Linked DNA regions of Bos taurus: region 1 is linked to region 2. A link is a contact called in public Hi-C data. All regions are on one chromosome and are shown on one strand. The core of a region is the stretch at or near the end of the contact, and the rest is flanking DNA. Distances in the headings are between cores, read along the strand shown.

Evidence for each region. A called contact is a pair of places that touch in the nucleus more often than the background predicts.
Region 1: a Hi-C map of skeletal muscle shows a contact between it and region 2, with 4 times the contacts expected there. The contact joins the enhancer-like site here to the promoter of SPRED2 in region 2. A contact is called at or near these places in 3 of 11 Hi-C or Micro-C datasets (liver, skeletal muscle and skin fibroblasts).

What each region holds. Positions count from the first base shown.
Region 1 is chr11:63,913,954-63,917,959 of ARS-UCD2.0, forward strand. No RefSeq gene overlaps it. Among named protein-coding and RNA genes, the nearest start is that of SPRED2, 110 kb to the left of the region's middle. Within about 2 kb of position 1,993, at least 6 of the 102 cell types and tissues checked have an H3K27ac peak or open chromatin away from gene starts, as enhancers often do. A contact at or near this core is called in skeletal muscle, where this site is marked.
Region 2 is chr11:63,799,305-63,803,313 of ARS-UCD2.0, forward strand. It overlaps SPRED2 (sprouty related EVH1 domain containing 2), which reads right to left and starts at 1,904. Exons shown (of 6, transcript XM_024999446.2): 1 at 1,317-1,904. The coding sequence starts at 1,342.

The sequences.
Region 1 (4,006 bases), core at 743-3,242, 110 kb after region 2:
TTCCTGGTTTCTCATGCATGCAGCTTCCCACGCCAAGAAGCAGACTTGTTTTAGTTACTGAGATGGACTCAGATGTGACTGTCTGGAGCTCACCTCTTGCTCAATTGTGATTATTCATGGCTGATTGCAGATTTCTGCAGAAAATCCCCCACATCTGGCCTCAGGAAGCCCTGCTGAGGGGGTAGTTCTTATGCCAGAGTGTCCTGGCAAGGCAGTGTTGGAGAAGGAGGAGAGTCATCTGTGTGGCTCACAGTCCCGTCATTCTAACCCCCCTTGATTACACGTTAGGCCACAAGAGTTCAGTGGAGTGAGAAGGTCTGTTTCACATGAGGAATTTGGACTTATGGGAGATGGAAAAGTCTGAAGATATGAATTTACCCAAGGCACAGAATTCGAAGGCTGCCTGGGTCAGCCCAACCCCAGCTCAGCCCACATAGGGATGCTCCCCATTTCTGCTACAGTGGAACAAGATTGCTGGGCAATTCCTTTGCTGATAGACTTAAAGCATCAGTTCAGTTCAATTGCTCAGTCGTGTCCAACTCTTTGCGACCCCGTGGACTGCAGCATGCCAGGCTTCCCTGTCCATCACCAACTTCCAGAGTTTACTCAAGCTCATGTCCATTGAGTCGGTGATGCCATCCAACCATCTCATCCTCTGTCGTCCCCTTCTCCTCCCGCCCTCAATCTTTCCCAGCATCAGGGTCTTTTCAAATGAGTCAGTTCTTCCCATCAGATGGCCAAAGTACTTAAGGCATAGAATGTCTCTTTATCATCACACATTTATATTCTTCACATTCTGTGACAAAGAGCTTATAGTGGGGCAGAAGATGCTACAGAAATATTGCAAGGGGCCTGTGACCTATGCAACAAGCCTTGATGTAGACCAAATATATAATATTTCACACATAAACATTCTACTCTTTTTCAAATGTATGTGAGTGCTGCTGTGATTAAACCATGGGGAGTAGTTGAGGTGCTGAATTCAGAGTGAATTGTTATTCCCCTGCCACTCCTGTCCCAAACCACAAACAGTTTTGAGTCTGTCTCCTGGCTCGCTCCCATCCCTTCCCATTTCCAACTCTTCAAGTAGGAACTGGGCCTTGTCAATTACTCCTTCATAAATCTCGCCCTTCCTTCCCTGCTGTTCTCCGCCAGGTCAGGCCCTCATCTCTCCACCACTGGAAGACGACCAGAGCTCCCCACCTGGCCTGTCTCCAAGGCCCCGTTCAAGATCAGCTAGCACTCTGCCACCAAGTAAATCTTCCTTATGGTCCATACAATTCCTTGGTCTAAAAATACTTAGGACTTCTGGTCTCTTAACCTGGTTATTCTCAATGCCTCTCAGCGTGGCATTAAGTACCACCTCTTGAACACAAAACGAGAGCCACCTAATATTTTAAAAATAACTGAATCAGATTGACGTGTCCCTTAAAATACCACAATTTCTGGTTACCATGTATTGATAAGAATTATTATTTTATCATAGCCTTCAGAATGTGTGTGTGTGTGCATGCTCAGTCACTCAGTCATGTGCGACCACATGGCCTCTTTGCGACCACATGGACTATAGCCTGCCAAGCTCCTTTGTCCATGGGATTCTCCAGGCAAGAATGCTAGGGTGAGTTGTGACTTCCTCCTCTAGGGACCTTCCCAGGAGGAACCTGAGTCTCTTGGATTTCCTGCTTAGGCAGGCGGATTCTTTACCACTGCGCCACCTGGGAAGCCTTTCAGAATGAAAGTGTTCAATAAATAGATTCGGTGGAATTATAGATGGCAATGAATAGAAAACTTCATTTTCCATATCTCATTTTTTTCAAGAACAGGTGGTCACCTCCTGTTTCCTTGAAATAAGTTTTCCCCAAATTGTGGTGTTCCTCAGAATTCTGCGTATCAGAAAGTTCAGGAACTGCCAGCTTAGTTTACTGGGCCCAGGACTCTAATTCCAACTTCTCTTTGCGTCCATGAGGGTGTAAGCAGAGCAGCTTGTCCAAACAGGACCTGCTGGCTCCCTCTGGTGGAGATTGGGGAGAAAACATGCACAAAGAAAGGTTGCTCTACTTATTGGCAAATTGGCAAATGCTAGACATACTTCTTTAGAATTTCATGAATAATTTTAATTCCATGACAGAGAAGGCAATGGCACCCCACTCCAGTACTCTTGCCTGGAAAATCCCATGGACGGAGGAGCCTGGTAGACTGCAGTCTGTGGGGTAGCTAGGAGTCGGACACGACTGAGCGACTTCCCTTTCACTTTTCACTTTCACGCATTGGAGAAGGAAATGGCAACCTACTCCAGTACTCTTGCCTGGAAAATCCCATGCACGGCGGAGCCTGGTGGGCTGCCGTCTATGGGGTCGCACAGAGTCAGACACGACTGAAGCGACTTAGCAGCAGCAGGAGTACTGTATGGAAAGGGCCCCAAGAAATGTGATCTGCAAAGTCTGTTCTGAGAGAGAGGTGTCTTTTACTGTGTGCAGTACTGCAGAACGGATGAGAATCATTGGGGCGGGGGCCGGGGAGTGGAGAATAAATAACTGGAAAGTGTGGATAATTAAATACCAATTTTTGGCTGACAGTTTTAGTGTGTGCCTTTCCACCAGGGAATTTTACAAGGAACAATCTGTTTGAGGATCTCTTTCTCTTTTCATGGTGGGAAGAAGAGCAGAATGATCCAGAGGGAGGGTCAAGTCAAAGCTTCCTGGTCCTGGCAGGGATTCGAACCCAGGAACACCAGCCTCCCGGGGTCCTGGGGCTGCCTGGTTTCTGGGGTCCTTCCTACCGGTGGTTGCTCCTGACGGCCATCAACCAGCCCTTGAGGCCACTCAGCCTGGCCAGGGTTTTTCGCTGGTCTGTGTGTTTCCTTCTTCTTCCTACTAGAAATGGGGGTGCAGAGGACAGTACCCACAGGAGGGGACGGAATGGGCATGATGAGTGTGTCTAATACAGCCTGTCGTGGGTGAGAGGCACCAAGTGTTCGGCTTGTTCTGCTTTTATGGTTGTGCCATGTGGTTCTTGATTTGCCACATCTGAACATATCTGGCTAGTAGGACACTGGACAAGTCCCGGCCAGTGGCACCCATCCTTGCTTGGCTAAATCTGGCCTGCCTTCCTGGTCTTATCTAAAGGGTCATTTATTCCAGGAGGCCCTCCTGGAAGTCTCCCACAACAGGGGGAGATGATTCTCTCATGTGCCCCCCAGCCCACAGGCTGTACCCCATTTATTGTGCTGATCCCTCTGTACTCCACCAGCCAGTTGTTGTGGCTGTCCTCACCATCAGCCTACCTGACTCTGGCAGTGACTGTGGCTTAACTCTCCTCTGTATCCCCAGGCCTAGTGCCCTGCCTGGTACTCTGAGTGGGTTGTCAGAGAAGGCTTCCCATACCGTCTAACTTCTGGGCTATGTCTTCAAGAATAAGAAGGGAGGGACTTTCCTGGTGGTCCGGTGGCTACGATTCTGGATTCCCAACTCAGGGGGCCCAGGTTCGATGCTAGATCCAAACTTTTGGATGTGAAAACACAACCTTTCCAGGACAAACGCAAGCAATTTAAGAGAAGATACATATTCCCCCCTCCCCAGTAATGGACACTTTGGAAATTAGAGGAAAACATAAAAGAATTTGTGAATCTCTGGGCCCCATATATTAATACCAAGAAACTGAAAACAAGATGTCTTGTCTTGAAATGGCCATGGCCTCTTTATGCCCTGGGTGCAGCCTCTACCCAGATGCGTTAGGACAGGGGCACAGCCCATTGCTTAGAGAGATGACGCACAAGTAAAGCCGGCTGGGAGTGTTAAAGTCACAGCCACAGCTGAGATGAAGGGCCTTGACAGCAGCTGCAAGCTGGGGAGTCAGAGGGAGTGGGGGGCTGTGGAGGTACAGGCACAGCTGCAAGGTGCCAGCCACTTCTCTAGCCAGCAGGTGAACCCAAAGGTGCAGATATAGATATAGAAATATATGGGTTCCCCTGGTGGCTCAGTCAGCAAAGAATCCACCTGCAATGCAG
Region 2 (4,009 bases), core at 654-3,153:
GTTCCCGTGGCTGCCGACCCGCTCTCTGCGCCCCAGCCGGCGCAGCCGCTACCTTGGCTAATGGCAACTCTGAATGAAAGGAGCCGAGACAGGCTCCGGATTTATGAATGTGCAGGGGAGGAGGGGAGGGATATCATGTGACAATAAAGGAGAGCGTCTTATTCACAAAAAAAAAGTGGCTGTGGCGGGCACAGCCACGGAGCAGCGGCGGCCGCCGCGATGCGGTGACCGCTCGGACCCGAGGCCGACGATCTCAGGCACCCGGCCCGGCAGCCCAACCTCTAGTCGCACCCGCGATTGGAAACGCCTCGGGCGCTGGCAGAAGAAAGGCAAAGCCGCCTCGGCGGCCGCAGGTCCACGAAAAGCTGCACCTCGGCCAGGGGCTGAAGGAAGGCACGGGTCCCGCGAGGGGAGGTGGGGCCGCCGGACAGCCCCTCCAGCGAAGAGCCCTGAGCTTTGTTCGCCTCGGGCCCGCGGGCCGGGCACGCACTCTTGTGCACGCGCGCACACACAGATATACACAAAGATATACACAGAGACACACAGAGATATACACACAAGGGCCCCGCAGCGCGCTGCCCCGCAGGCTCCCGCCCTCCCCCGCCGCACATCCTCGGATCCGCCCCCCGAGCAGCCCAGACCCCGCGGGGCGCCTGTCCCCGGCTGGCCAACTCGTGCACACACACGCACACGCGCCGCGGGGCCCCAGGGCTGCTCCAGCACGCCGGCCCGCGCAGGGACCCGGGTGCACGCAGACCCTAGCGCAACCCGCGCCCAGTCCTCCCTTAGCTCCGCAGTGTTTTTTATGAATGAAAATGTGGTATGCAAATGAGAGCGATTCAAGAAAACGACATGGCGGAGTCTGGGCCCCAGTGGGCTTCCGAAGGGACCGCGGGGCTAGTGGAAGGGGCGGGAGAGTCACAAAAGTCACCGGGTCAAAACCCACCGACCCCTGGAAGCCGGAGCGGGGATGTCAGGTGTTCCGCTCCCGCCGCCGAGGATCTCGAGAGGAGGGGTGATTTGAGTCCCCGGAGAGGGATCGGGGACCGCCCGGAGGTCACCCGCGCGCCCTTGGCCCCTGCAGCGGCCACCAGCCCGCCGACCCAACACGCGCCCCCTCCAGCCTGCAGCAGTTTTCGCCCCCTCCTCACTTCATCAACAAGGGGGGAAATCTCGTGTCCCACACCCCACAGACCAGCGAGTCACTGCACCCCAAGCCAAGTTCACCCAAACAGCGTCCCCGCCCGCGTCCTCAGCCCCGGCCCCCACGCTGCCCTCGCGGGGCACCATCGTCCCACCCCCGCGGCCAAACTTACTCGTCCGGGTGTGTTTCTTCGGTCATTTTCTTGTTCACCTAGACGCCTGTCCCGCGGCGGGCAGCTTTGCTCCCTTCATCTTCCTGTCCGCTCATCCTCCCCCCCACCCCCCTTCTTCACATCTCCGGAGATCGCCTGATTTGGTTGGGGGGAGCTGCTAGAGATGAAGGGGGCGCCGCAGAAGCCAGAAGGGGAAGCAGGGCGACGGGAGCGTGGGGTGAGGTCTGGGAGAAGGGGTGCACAGGCAAGCTTCGCGGGGAGTGAGCGCCGCAGGGCCGAGGGGCAAAGGCGGGCGGGGGCTCCGAGGGCTCGGGAGCGGGCGGAGCGGGGAGATTTGGGCAGGGGACGGCGGTAGGGGAGAGGAGGAGAAAAACAAGCGCGCGGTGGAGCGGCGGGGACTGCTGAGAGCAGGAGAAGAGGGCCGGCCGCGGGCGGGGGCTCGGCCCGGGGTTGCCCCAGGGGGGCCGGGCCAATCACGGTTCCGGGGAGCGCTCGGCGGCCAGGGGAGGTGCGCCCGGAAGGCGGTGCAGGGCGCCCCGTCCGAGCCCCATCTCTCGACTCTACCGATTTACTCCATATTGGATTCTCACCACCGCCAACAGGAGGAGGAAGTAGGGCGGAAGCGATGACGTCTTCCCAGCGGCCAGAGGTGGTGGAGTGCAAAAAGCTTCCTACTTGCGACCGAAAAAAAAAAAAAAGGAGGAAAAAAAAAAAAAAAACTTTGTCCGGCCTACTGAGCATGCCCGACTTCCTTCCCTCCGTCCCCCGCCCCCCCCCCAAGTCCCTCCCGGCTTCCACTCCCGGAGGAGCCCCGGAGCGGAGTTGTTTGCGCCGCGTTTAACTCCGGATCCTCCCGCGTTAGCGCTCCGGGTTTTAAGATGCCCGAGAGGAGGGAGGAGGTGGCAGCGGGGGACTCGCACACATCTGGCCTCCGGTTGGTTCCCTCCCTCCTCCCAAACCCCTGGATTAAAAATCGGAGGGAAGAGGAGGAGGGGGAAGACGGTGAGCTCTGGGGGTGGCCGGAGGGTTGCTGGCCTTCGGAAGACCAACTAACCCCACCTTGGGTCGGGAGGGTGGGAGCGGAACAGGTGCATTTGCCAAGATTCTGAATGGCAGAGGCTTTTCAGTTTCTCGTAAATCTCGGGATCTCTTTTCTTGGTAGGGGCTTGGGCGTTTTTAAGGAATCATTATTTGTACATTGAAAAAAAAAAAAAATCCAACAGAAGCCAGGAGCGTTTGCATTCCAGTAGAAATGAAGGACTTTCCCAGGTTAAAATGCAAATCCAAATATGTTTTTTAAATTATTAAGTAAATCTCAAGTTGGTGGAGAATGGTCCTTGTCCTAGGCCCTTGAATGCCAGTTTCTGGCCCAGAGGTTGCCAGCCCCATGGGCTTCGGCACAGTGAGGTGGGGACCCCTGCTCCCGCTCTATCTCCCCTTTGTTTTTAAATTATTTTCCTAACCTGGCCTGGGACCGTGCCCAGGATAGGCCCGCACTTTTTAACACAGCACTGTCTAGGCAAAGGGCAAGCAACCTGCACAACTGTGCCAGGGTCTTTGCTTGGCTTGATGCTCTGCTGTTGCAGTTTTGAAATTCTTTATGGTGTTTAAACTGGGGGCTTCACATTGCTACTTTGCAGGGGTCCCAGAAATTCCATCGCCAGTGAATATTTCCTTCTGGGGTCTAGCTAGGGAGCAAGAGATATAGTCCCTGTTCCTTCCTGCTCTCGGAGCACTTTTATGTTCTCCTGAATGTCCCAAGACACTACACAAAAAATTTTAACTTAATGGCAATCACTGAACCAATTAAGAGAAGACTAAATATATGCCTCAAATGTTGCATAGGTAAAGGGTATATGTATGCATTTGGAGAGTCACAGTACTCTGAAGAAAGTTAAGAGTTTTCACCTTGAGTCAAGGGAAAACTAGTGGTTTACCCTAGGCTTTGTGTTTAATCTTAACCATGATCTTTGTGGACACAGATTGGGGTTAAACCCAATCAACCACTCTATGCTAAGTGCTGGTATGTGGTGGTAAAAAGGGCACTAGACAGGGGAGGAACACCTAGGTTCTGGTTTCCTCCTAGTAGCCCCAAGACCCTGAGTGAGGCTTTTAGCAATTCTTCAGTTTCTTTATAAAACAAGGATACCAAGGCCACACTTGTCTTTCTCAGTCTTTGAGACCACTGAGGGTCTATGAGAAAGCACTGAACAAAGCAAGACCTCATTGGCATCTAAATCCCCATGAGGTGAAGGCATCTACCCAGTTCTCACCTTTGCCCATTTGTTGCTTTTCTCAGCAATGTTTGAAAGAAGTCGTATTCATTCCTGAACTTCAGGAACATGGACATTTGTCTTGTCAGAAATATCCACCCAATGGGCGTCACCCTCTAGTTCAGAGTACTCAAATGACAAGGTTACAGGTGAGATGATTATTTTCTGCAGGTAGGCAAGCTGAATCTGTGTCATTACAACTCATTCATCCATCTCCCTGCTAATAACAGTGAATGACTGGCCCAACCCAGGAGCAAAAGAAAACATTCCAAGGTCCAAGAGTCACCAAGTCCCAACTTGGATGTTCTGCTGCCAGACTCCAGCAGGTCCTTAAGTTCTCTGAGCCTCACACTATCCTGTATTAACAAGGTAATATCCACAACATAGCGTTGTTGGAGGATTAAATGGCTATAAAATGAA